Regions from separate parts of the Zea mays genome. Here region 2 is linked to region 1. Evidence: chromatin contacts called from public Hi-C data. All regions are on one chromosome and are shown on one strand. Each heading gives the region's core, a stretch centred on a gene start, on an enhancer-like site or on the middle of the called end of the contact. The rest is flanking DNA. Distances are from core to core; before and after follow the strand shown. Region 1 holds the start of LOC103651072 (WUSCHEL-related homeobox 8-like). Region 2 holds the start of LOC100381658 (23-bisphosphoglycerate-independent phosphoglycerate mutase 1).

The links. Hi-C and Micro-C count contacts between places; a contact is called where the count stands out from the background.
Region 2: a Hi-C map of bundle sheath shows a contact between it and region 1, with 3 times the contacts expected there. The contact joins the promoter of LOC100381658 here to the promoter of LOC103651072 in region 1. A contact is called at or near these places in 3 of 25 Hi-C or Micro-C datasets (bundle sheath, ear and leaf).

What each region holds. Positions count from the first base shown.
Region 1 is chr3:190,591,596-190,597,180 of Zm-B73-REFERENCE-NAM-5.0, forward strand. LOC103651072 (WUSCHEL-related homeobox 8-like) reads right to left here and starts at 3,243. Exons shown (of 3, transcript NM_001301436.1): 1 at 2,522-3,243; 2 at 1-426. The coding sequence starts at 2,738.
Region 2 is chr3:190,926,678-190,932,262 of Zm-B73-REFERENCE-NAM-5.0, forward strand. It overlaps LOC100381658 (23-bisphosphoglycerate-independent phosphoglycerate mutase 1), which reads right to left and starts at 2,987. Exons shown (of 10, transcript NM_001174473.1): 1 at 2,933-2,987; 2 at 2,407-2,571; 3 at 1,672-1,799; 4 at 986-1,136; 5 at 701-904; 6 at 191-615. The coding sequence starts at 2,559.

The DNA of each region.
Region 1 (5,585 bases), core at 1,993-4,492:
CGATTTGGTCATGATCAGTGTCCAAGTGATGCATCCCAGATATCCTGTCAGCGTTGTGAGCGCCCATAGCCTTGTTGTCCTGGAGCGACCGATCTGACTTCGGCTTCTTATCGGTGAGAGACTCCTCGTCCACCTCAGCTTCAGATTCAGCATTGTTCGGTAAAGAAGCGGCCTGCTTCCGCTTTGACCGTGCCCGTCTGTTCTGGAACCAGTTGTACACATTTGTCTCCGAGATTTGGCCATGGTGCGAGAGCTCTGCCGTTATCTCCTTTATCCTCTGCTTGCTTGGTGTTCCATTGCCTTGGTCAAAGATGTTCTCCAAGATCTGCAGCTGCATTGGTGTTGGTTGCCATCGTTGCCTTGCTGTGATCTTGTGGCCTCCAGGGATAATTTGAGGATCACAGTACAGATTACTAAACCTAATTCCTGAAGAAGAAACAAAAACCCAGTTGATCGGGAAAAAAAAGAAGGGACTATATTCCATCGACAATGCATACATTACAAAGGAGCATTAAAACACTTGTACAGGAGGAAGGGCAAATTCAGTGAAGTCTGTTTTAAAGATTATTCTAAAAAGGGACAGGTGGGATGTTGTGCGGCCATCAATGTAAGTAATTAGGGTGAATCATTGGAATACGGAATATTTAAAAAATGACCTAATGAAAGCTAAAAAAAGTTTATGCAAATCTCCGGTCCCTTATGGATGAGCGCAATCTTTGGTGTTTTGTTGGAGCAGCTGGTTTGCGTGCTCTTGGATCAGGAAATTCTTAGGAAGTTGTAGTTAGTGGTTGTGACCTGGCCTTCTCTTTTTTAGTAGTTTCTTTATATTTTCTTTGGGTTTCCTCTTCGGACTCCTTTGCCCGGGGTTGCAGCCTCGCAGGCCATTTGTATTCGGCTTTTCTTCTTAATGCAATGATACGCAGCTCTCCTGCATATTGAGAGAAAAAAAGTAGAGAAGAATCTAGCTAACTGAAGTATATAAATTGATTACAGCATGATTAAGTTCGGAAATTTCAAATATTAAGTGATATGTAACGGCTATGAGTAATAAAAAAATGGCAACCACGTAGTAAAAATGCAAGTGTGATGGGCTGATGGCCCAACGAAAGACACATGCAAAACTTGTACCTCCTTGGAAGTCAAGCTTAGATTCTGCAGGACAGCAGAAGAATATGGAATAATCAGGGTGGCACTGTGGCAGGGTGCACGTGGCACAGAATAGCAATTGGTTGGCCCTACATGACAATCATGTCGTAATAGCTATTCATTATTATTTCTTTAACTAAAGGACCATTTTTCTATTTGCGTGTGTCATCCTTGCAGAGGGGTTATGATAATCTTCCAATTAAAGAACTAATTGCTTGGGCATAGAAACCATATCATATAGAGAAAAATAGAATTTTAGCACAAATAACAATCATGCTGCAACCATGATGACCTTGAGAAATTAATCAAAATGCATGTAGATTAGGTCACTAACTCAAAAAGAGAGAAGCAAATAAGAACAAGGATTCCCACTCCTTGGTATTGACTAAACCTATTCCCATTTTGATGTGTTGGCACTTATAACCTATTGTCAGGTATCTACAAAGTGCACAACAAATAATGCAAGTTCTGTTCAACCAGACAATAAGGTCCACTAAATGGAATTCTGCTTGCAAGTTCTAGTTTATGGGTTTCTGTAATCAATGCATTAACGCAGTTGTCCTAACCTCACTGCAAAGAAACAATGCAGCCTAACACACATTGTAAATTGGTTCACTAAACCAAAGAAAAGGATGGTCATTACAATTCCATTACCAAGATATGTTACGAGTAGCATCTCGTGCAAATAACAAATCCAAAAGAAACCACTACAGTTAATTAATGACAGAAACTAGCAACACATTATGAATTATATTCTTACTACCCCCATACCCATGATTACCATTGTAAGATAGTACATAGACGGCTAGCAGAGTAAAACGGACTAGACAAAAGCCATAGTACACAGATGGCGAGCAGAGTAAAGCAGACCAGGCAGCCGAAACTATGCATCTAGCAACATGAACAGAGTGAAAAGATACTCCTTCACTCTTCACCAATTGGAGATGGCAGACTAAAGTACTGGACATAAATTGAACAGAAGGCCAACAGTGATGAATGAAACCTGCTCATGAAGCGATAAACAACTATAATAGCAAATCTTGGACGGCGAGTAAAAATGAAAAGAGTTTGACCGCTAATAATTTCGTATGATCGGCCAACGCATCTTCTTGTAACGCCAGAATTAGCTCTATTCATAAATAACCAAAGCATGCGGACTTTAGAGAAGCCATGGCAAAAAAAAAAAAAAGAAAAAGAAAAGAAAACTACACGATTTTTCTTTCTGGACAAAGAGGCAAAGATGGGACAAGCCACAATGCAGGTCCCAAGGAAAAGCAAAGGAATCCCCAAAAATTCCCGTTTGCAAACCCCCATAACAGACAACAAGACGAGCAGAGAGTAGCAATTGGTTTTGCCCGCAACTGCGGCGACCGACCTGCAATGGTGTCCTGGTGCTCGGTGAGGGCGCGGTGCATCTCGACAAGCTGCTCGCAGATGGTGGCGTAGATGGAGATCTGCTTGCGGAGCACCTCCATCTGTTCGTCGGTCATGACCTTGACGTATCCCGCGAGCCCTTCCGCTCCCCCAGCCCTCTCGTCCGCCGCCGCTGCGGCGGCGGCGGCGGAGGCCTTGGTCCTGTCCACCCACTCCATCCCCGATGACCCCCGCACTGCCAGACGCTACAGGATGCACGAAATGGCAGGATCGGAAGGGGGGCACGCGATAGAAATTGGGAAAGTGACGCGCTATTTGTGCTGCGGAATGGGGCTACGCGAGGAAGAAAATCGGCCAGTTAGGCAGGCACCCGGTTGGAGGCGATGCGGGAGGCGGCCCGCGACAGCATGAGTCCATGCGACGCGGCAGGGAAGGCTCGGATATGCGTGCTCCTCCAGTCCTCCGCGGGATGGCAGCGCGGCTGCCGCACGGGGTGGCGATTGGTGGTGGTGAGCGAGCGAGGCACAGCAGCGGGCACCGGAGGCAGCAGGTGAACTGGCAGGAGAGAGCAGAGGCCACAGCAGGGGGGCGTGGGGATGGTCAGACAGGAATGGGGAAAGTGGCAGCAGGCGTATTTGGAAGTGGGAAGGCGGTGGCGGCGGTTGTGGACGCGCGCACCGGCCACGAGCGGGCGCCGCGACTCGCGGCGGAAAGAAATTACGGGCGGCGCGCGCATGCGGACAGAACACGGAGGGGACGGATGGGTCGCGCCGCGCGTTACGCCGTGACGTGCGGAGGGGTGGGTGGGCTGGCCGGGCCCCATCAGCGACGGGCGATCAGCGGCACGACAGACAGGTGGGGCCGTCCTAGGCAGGGGCCCTTGGGTGGTCAATGGCTCCTTGCGTCGGGCAGCGGGAGGAGACCTGACCCGTGGACGGAGACGTCGACCGGCCCCCTGGCGGTGGGACCCAAACGCAGACAGCAATTATCGCGGCAGCACAAACGTTATGCTTTTCCTTAACATTGAAGATGGGCGCAAATCTCTACTACTTATTAAGTAAGCAATAGTAGCCTGCCTTTTTGTGTTCTGCCTTCGGTGAATCTGTACCATCCGTTCGCTTCTGTGAATCCACACCGTTCGCCCGCCCACACCCGCGTTCGTTCCCCCGCCTCCCCTCCCCACCCCGCGTGAGCCGCCGCCGCCCCATCCCCATCCGCATCCCCGCTGCCGCGAATCGTGCGACCTCCGCGCGACCCGGCCGGCGGAGGGCATGGGCGTCAGAGGCGAAGGAGAGGTGGGCGGCGCGGACGTCCGGTGGCGTGAATGTCGCCCCTTCCCCGCAGCTGTCACCAGCGCGGTCCAAGCCCGGATCCATGGCGCCGCCCTCGCCCTCCCCCCGCCAATCTTGCAGTCGCGGCCCCTTCAACACCGGACACCCGATCCCCTTCAACACCGGAGACGTCGCCCTTCCCACCTTCCCCGTCTTCCTCGGTGAGGTCGATCTCGATGATCTTGACCTTGGTAGCGAGGCCACGGAGGAAGGCAGATGCGACCGAGGGGGAGGTCGAGATCCGGCACCTGGAGGAGGCCATCCACGATGCCATGGTGCGTGGCATGCAAATGTTGCGAGACGAGCAGCAAGGCCACCGCGATGGGATCTGGGAGGAGGCAAGCGGTCCTCCTCCATCTTCGGCGACGAGCTCGTACATTCCCCTTCATCCCCTCCGTACCCTTCCCACCACCATCACCCGATCAAGCGGGCCTGCTGCTCCCCGTCACGAGAGGTTCTGCTCTACCACCTCCTCCCCATCTTCCGAGACATCTAGAAGCTGAAGAGTGAGGTGGCCCTGCTCGTCGCCGCCAGCACCGAGCTCTTCCTAGGCAGCCTCACGGCAGGGGGCCACACAACGATGGCGCGGCAACTCCGGCAAGCGGTCCGTGCCGTGCACGTCTGGACCGCGGCCTGCGGGCACTGTCCCATGACAGACTTCCCCCTTGACTGCCTCGCAGCGAAGAGGAGTCTCCCCGCGTCTACTTTTGGATCCGGTGCTTGGTACAGGTCAGTTTTACCTGATATTCTGTTTCTGTTCCTTGTTTGTTTGAACTGAGGTTGATTTAGGTTGTGAACTTGTGATGACAAAAATAGCATCCTGTTGAAACTATGCATGTATATACAGAAATGATTTGGACAACGAGATATCCTGATGCATTGTCACTTAATGATTCTCACAGATTTTGCAACCACTGAAGAATTTTGTTTATTGGCATGTCTGTTTGGAAATGCCCTGAATCTTGTAAAAGCTGATGCATTGCTGAATTAATCGGTCATACTTTACGCCTTCAATCAATATGAAAGTGTGGTGTCCATTTTCTGAAGTTTGAAGAAATGCTTATCACTGTACCTACTAGAAATGCTTATCACTGGTTTCAAATAATGGAAGTACCATCAAGCTTTTGACGTTGATAGTTTTGCCAAATTAATCGTGAATACAAACTTCAGATAATGGAACCATCAAGCTTTTAATTGCCTTTTTTACTTACCCAGTCTAATACCATCTACAAGGTACTGAATTAATCGAAGAATTTGTCATCTTTGTCATTTGCTCAGGGAAGACTAGCAAATGTTGGTGATTTAGCAGTCAAAAGAGTAAACCCAGAAGCGGGGATCGTGGAGCTAACAAATCATGTGAACTACTATGTGCAATCACACATACAGGGCAACCACCTCAATGATTGGTTGGTGTTTTCCCCTCTCTGCTTGTTCTTAGCACTGCAATTGATATCTCTAGGAAACTATGGCATTTTTCCTTTGTGGGATTAACCGAGTTCAGTTGGAACAGTAAGAAGTAAACCATGCTAAGACATCGATCTGGACAATATTGACAGCATTGACATCGAGAGCAGAGGTGATTTCATTTGCGTAATGTGATGCTCACGCCTGGTTTAGGTAGTAGAGTAGTAGCAACGAGCTTCCTTTGGTTGTCGCTCACAAGAGAGTAGAAGAGTAGCAGTACAACAGGTTCAGGTAGCAGAATAGCAGTAGCGTTGTCATAGATCATGCACT
Region 2 (5,585 bases), core at 1,737-4,236, 330 kb after region 1:
TAGCTTGCGACATTATCTTTCCAGAGGCCAAGTGTCCCTAACATGTAAGTACAAGATTGTATTGAATACACTTAATAATGTTGATTCAAAACAAATGAACGATGCTGACTTAGATGACTCAAGAGATTTACGATATTGAAGTGAGCAAAAAAGGTATCAAGAGAAGGGCTGAAAGACATATAGTACTTGCCTGCAAGCAAAGGTGCGGATGCCATTCTTCACCAAGTACTCCCCAGATGTTCTATCTATCTCTGGTGGGGAAACAAGGTAGCGACTTGGAAGCTTCAACTCACCATCATACTGAAGCATCCCAGCATATCGAATTTTGGGGACACGTACACGGTCAAAATTGTTAAAATCTGCATACTCTAGTGCTTTAGCAAGCATAACCATGCGATCAGCCCGGAAGTTGATAGTGACAACTGCATCACCATCTAATACAGGCCCAACAGCTTTGCCGCTGTCATCAACTATCACAAATGGGGGCAAGTATTGGTCATTAGCATTGGGCTGTGCTCTCAGTGTTTTCACAGCCTCAAGTGCACTTTTGAATTTGTAGGGTGCTTCTCCGAGCACCTGAGCATCCCAGCCACGTTTAACCACATCCCAGTCATTCTGGAAGGTATTAAACACAACAAAACTGTAAGCCAAGTTGCTAGACAATGAACACTGATGCTTGAATACGACAAGAAACATTCACCTCATAACGGTCCATGGTAACATACATCCTTCCACCACCAGAAGCAATCTGTGCATCAATACCCTTGCCTCGAAGCTCCAAAAGATCATTCTCTAGGGTCTCCACGAAACCAACACTGCTGCCATCCAAAACGTCACGCCCATCGGTAAGGATGTGCACACGAATTTTTTTTGCTCCTCTCTCACTGACACCTTTCAGAAGTAACTGGATAGAGCAAATAAAAGTAAATCTTGTGGTACGCTTGTAACTTAACTAATATAAATTGAATAAAGATTATTAGCAAACCTGCAGTTGGTCAAGGCGGGAGTGGACACCACCATCACTCAACAACCCAATAAGGTGAAGAGTACCATTTTCAAAAGATTCTTTGATGTAGTTGAACCCATCTCCATCATAAATCTTTCCTGAGGCAAGAGCTTGATCAACAAGCTTAGCACTATAGACAAAAAGAATGCAGTACTCAGTCAGATCAGAGAACATCTAGTATGTACTCTTAAGGACTAAAGGTTTTATCTAAGACTAACATGACAAACAAAATAGTACACTAAGATCAAGTTCTTGGTTGCATGCGAATTCAAATGTTGAGCCAAAAAGTACACTGCAGTAGTGAGAAACAAATCAGCACATGCAAGATTGGTATCCTAGTTAGCATCAATTGCTCAAAGCAATAAAATTAATAAAATCATTGATGTGTCAATGAAACTGGTAATTGATGACAATAAAAATAACAAAATTACAGGGTCTATTATCGTCATGAAGAATAAACTTTGTACTGTTCCAAGCTACAAAGATTTTGATCTTTTATGGACAAAATTATTTGTAAGCAACTACATGTCTATCTCACGTGGAGGCTTGGCCTGTATAGAAAAAGTATAGCTTTCGACATTGATGTTCAAATGCAATATTGAAACCACAGCGCATTAGTTACAACAGAAAACATATTTCCAAAAATAACTAAATATCTAACATACCCTTGGGCGAAAATCCGACCAGCACCAAGTGCATTGTGACCAACTTCACTGTTGCCCATGTCATCATCAGATGGGAGACCCACAGCTGTTCCATGAGCCTTCACTAGTCTCCATTTCTCAGGAGCACCCTAATACATGTATTTCACAAAAGGGTGAGTGCATGAAGACAGTATACCTGCAAATCAAATTATGCTGACAGAACAGAACAATCTTTCGTCCGTGAGAAAGAAGCAGAGGTTTCATGCAACTCCATGTAATTTTTCATTAACACTAAGTATGAGACAACGGGTCAAACAAGCAGTTGAATGGATACACTTTCAAAGCATTAGTGACCTCAGGGCATAACCATTTTCAGACGATCCTATTACATAAACTTTTGTATTCAGAGAAAAACCCAGCATTCAATGATTTCCCCAAAGCCCCATATACATAACAGTGAGTATTGGTGTGGACAAAGCATATAACCTTAATCTGTAGAACTTAACCTTAATCAAGATTATATATAAAATCTAAAAGACATTACATACAAGTATTAATTCAAATTAGATCCGTCATCACTGAACTGGAGCTAAGAATTAGGCTCCCGATAAAAACGCAGCCAGTGCAAATTTAGCAACAATCAGAACCAAGATGTCTAGACATCTAGTACAGTACAGTATAAATTAGACAGACCAAAAAATAAGAGCATCCACGCAACCCAAGCAGACGGGCAGGTGTAAAGGAAAGCATACACACATTCTTTAACGAGTCCATGACAGGAGTCTGAGCGACATGGATGCAGTTGTACTGGTCGGGGTTGGCCTCGCCCCATCCGTCCAGCACGACGACAGCCACCGGCTTCCCCTTGGGGAGCTTCGGGTGGTCAGGAAGCGTCCACGAGCTCGCCATCGCCAACGAAACCTACCAAATATCACACAGCAGTCAGCAACATGTTAGACAAGCAGCAAATCCGCATCATAACCAAGCAGATCTGCGCCTGGTTTCAGAATCCGCCATACTGTGTCGCTATAATCAATTAGATCTGAACACGTGATGTAAAATACCCTATTCAGTTAATTCGCACGGCGGATTGAGATTCAACGAACAGCACAGTCGTTTAAAATCTGGTCCAGACCAAATCTGGTTCAGTTAATACGAGGACACAAGCAAATCAGGCGCGAAAGATGGTGGTAGTCGATCTGACGAACGAACGAGGGCGCAAGCAAAGCATCGAGAAATGGAAAGACATGCGAATGGGGGAGGAATCTGGAAGTGTTCTTACCTTTTTGCTCCTGCTTTTGCCTTTGCCTAAACAAGAACTCTGGGCGAGCAATGCGGGGCGACGGAACAAAGGGAGGTGCGAGGCGACGGCGATATTAATAACGAGAAGCGACGGCGACGTGTGAGGAGCGAATAAAAAATGGAATTGCTATATTTAAAGATGGTGTTTCAACTTAACCCAGGCGATTTAACAAGTGGACGGCAGATCGGTGTTCCGCGGGAACAAATGGAGTCATCGGACGGACGAGGTGCGTACAAAAGGTGAGATATTAATGTAGGCGCCTGTTGATACTGTGACACTTTGGACCTGTCCTGCCCCACGTCCACATTAGAGATGGCAACGGGTACAAACCCGCTGGGTTTTGTCGTCCCAAACCCGTACCCGTGAAAAATATTTATGCCCATTAAAAAACCCGTACCCATGACGGGTTTGAGATTTTGCCCAAACCCGTACCCATCGGGTTAGCGGGTACCCGCGGGTTACCCACGGGTTTTATCTCCGATATGCTTGTTCTTCCTATAATCAATAAGTATCGTAATGATTAATGAGATCATGGTCCAAAATTTATGTGATGAACAACGAGTTCATGATTTGGTATAAAAATTATTAGTAGAGAGAATGGAATTCAAATAATAAGTTGTATAATTAAGTGACCTTGCACTAAGTTATCCATCCACCACATATATAACGCTAGTAAAAACTATAATAGCAAGCAAGCAACACTCTCACCGACTACTTATACACTCACCATTTGATAAAAATTAGGAAGTAAATAAGGAATAACAAGTTTGTTGTTCGTTTATAAAATAAAATGACAATATGCATTAGGTTTGGTCGGGTTTAAAAAACCCACGGGTTCACGGGTTTGGGTACTATAGGAACAAACCCGTACCCATAAACCAGTCGGGTATAGATTTATGCCCGTTAACAAACCCATGGGTATGAAAATTGACCCAAACCCGTACCCTAATGGGGTAAAAACCCATCGGGTTTCGGGTTTCGGGTACCCATTGCCATCTCTAGTCCACATACCTTATTGTTTAGAAAACAAACAATAATTATATAAAATATAATGCAAAATAAATACTTAAACTCACACCTTAGCAACTTTAGAAATTTTATATCTAACCACAATGCCACACATAAACTCTGTTTGGCACAGCTACTGCTTATTAAAAAGCAGCTTATTTGATAAGCTGGTGAAAAGCAGCTTCTGCTTGTTGGCTGCTTTTAGTTCATTCTGAGAAACAGCTGAACTGATAAGTTGCTGGAGAAGCTGTCTATTTGGCAAAACTTCTGTTTAAATTTGTGAAGAAACTGAAAATAAACTGTGTCAAACAGAGACATACCTTATTGTTTAGAATAACCAATAACAATTACAATAATTATATAAAAATAATGTAAAGTAAACATTTGAACCCACACCTCACTACTTCAGAAATTTTAGAGCTAACCACCGGATCACAGTATCACATGTAACTTATTATTTATAAATAAATAATAATAATATTTAAATAAATATCTTAATATATAAAAAAATAGTAAAACACGGTAACTGGCTAGTTGTATATTATAGGGGATTAGGGAAAGAAAAGATGGGTTTTGGTTCAGAGAACGAGGAATGGCTCCGCCGGGTTTGTGGATCCAGACGGCGGAGACCTGCCAGTTTTATTTTGTGCCCCTAGTATCCGACGGTAAAGATGGTGGGCTGCTATTGCGCGGCCCAGATGGGGCCCAGTGGTAGTCAGCACCGGGCAACAGAACAGTAGTCCACCTCACGGCAGTCCCACCAACGGAACGAGTTTGGACTTTCTACATCAGAGGGGGGCCGCATGCGTGAAAGCGTCAGACCCAGGGTCGGATATTCCATTCAGATATTCGAGCTGCAAGCAGTGGTGTTAGCATGGAACAGCAGAGCGCCCTGTGATTGTGAGCGAAATCAAGGAATTGTCTCGGTCATCTGAAGTTCTGGCTACATGTACAACCCGGGGTCTATTGAGACTTGAGAGGTTATTTGAAAAGAAAAATACAAGAGCTTAACGACTCTCCATATAATATCTCTTAGCTACATTTATTTTATAATGTTTCTCTTAATTATCTCTTGTACTTGAAAAACTGTACCATAATATTAGGGTTCTACCTCCCCTTAGGCTATTTACAATGGTCGTTTCTTAGTAGTTTCATGTACATTTAAAATTGTCACATTAGCTTTCTAGATAACACGACATACATTTAAGAGGATTGAGTTCTATTAGATGAAATTGGTTTTATAGAAATGAAACTATACAACTCGTTTTCATGGTCTTGGTCTCTTGGAAACCGTATAAAACCTCATTGAGAGTGTTTTATTTCATCTTCACATATTTTATTAATTTTTATTGGTCATCGAGTTGCAGCATTTAATTGGTATATTAGTCTATAAAATGGTGAAGTGAAATTTTGTATTGAGAGGTATTGTTTTATCTTAATTTTATATCGTGTTTGATGATGTGGCAGTGCTAGAAAGAGTGCTACGAAATTGTCACTCATAACCTTAGAGTCTTCCCTTAAATATCGGTCTGCATGCTTAAAGTTAGTTAGGGAGCCACAAAACTGGAGGGTGTTGAAGAAACTAAATTTCTCTTTTTATTCAGTTTTAAATATGTATAGAATT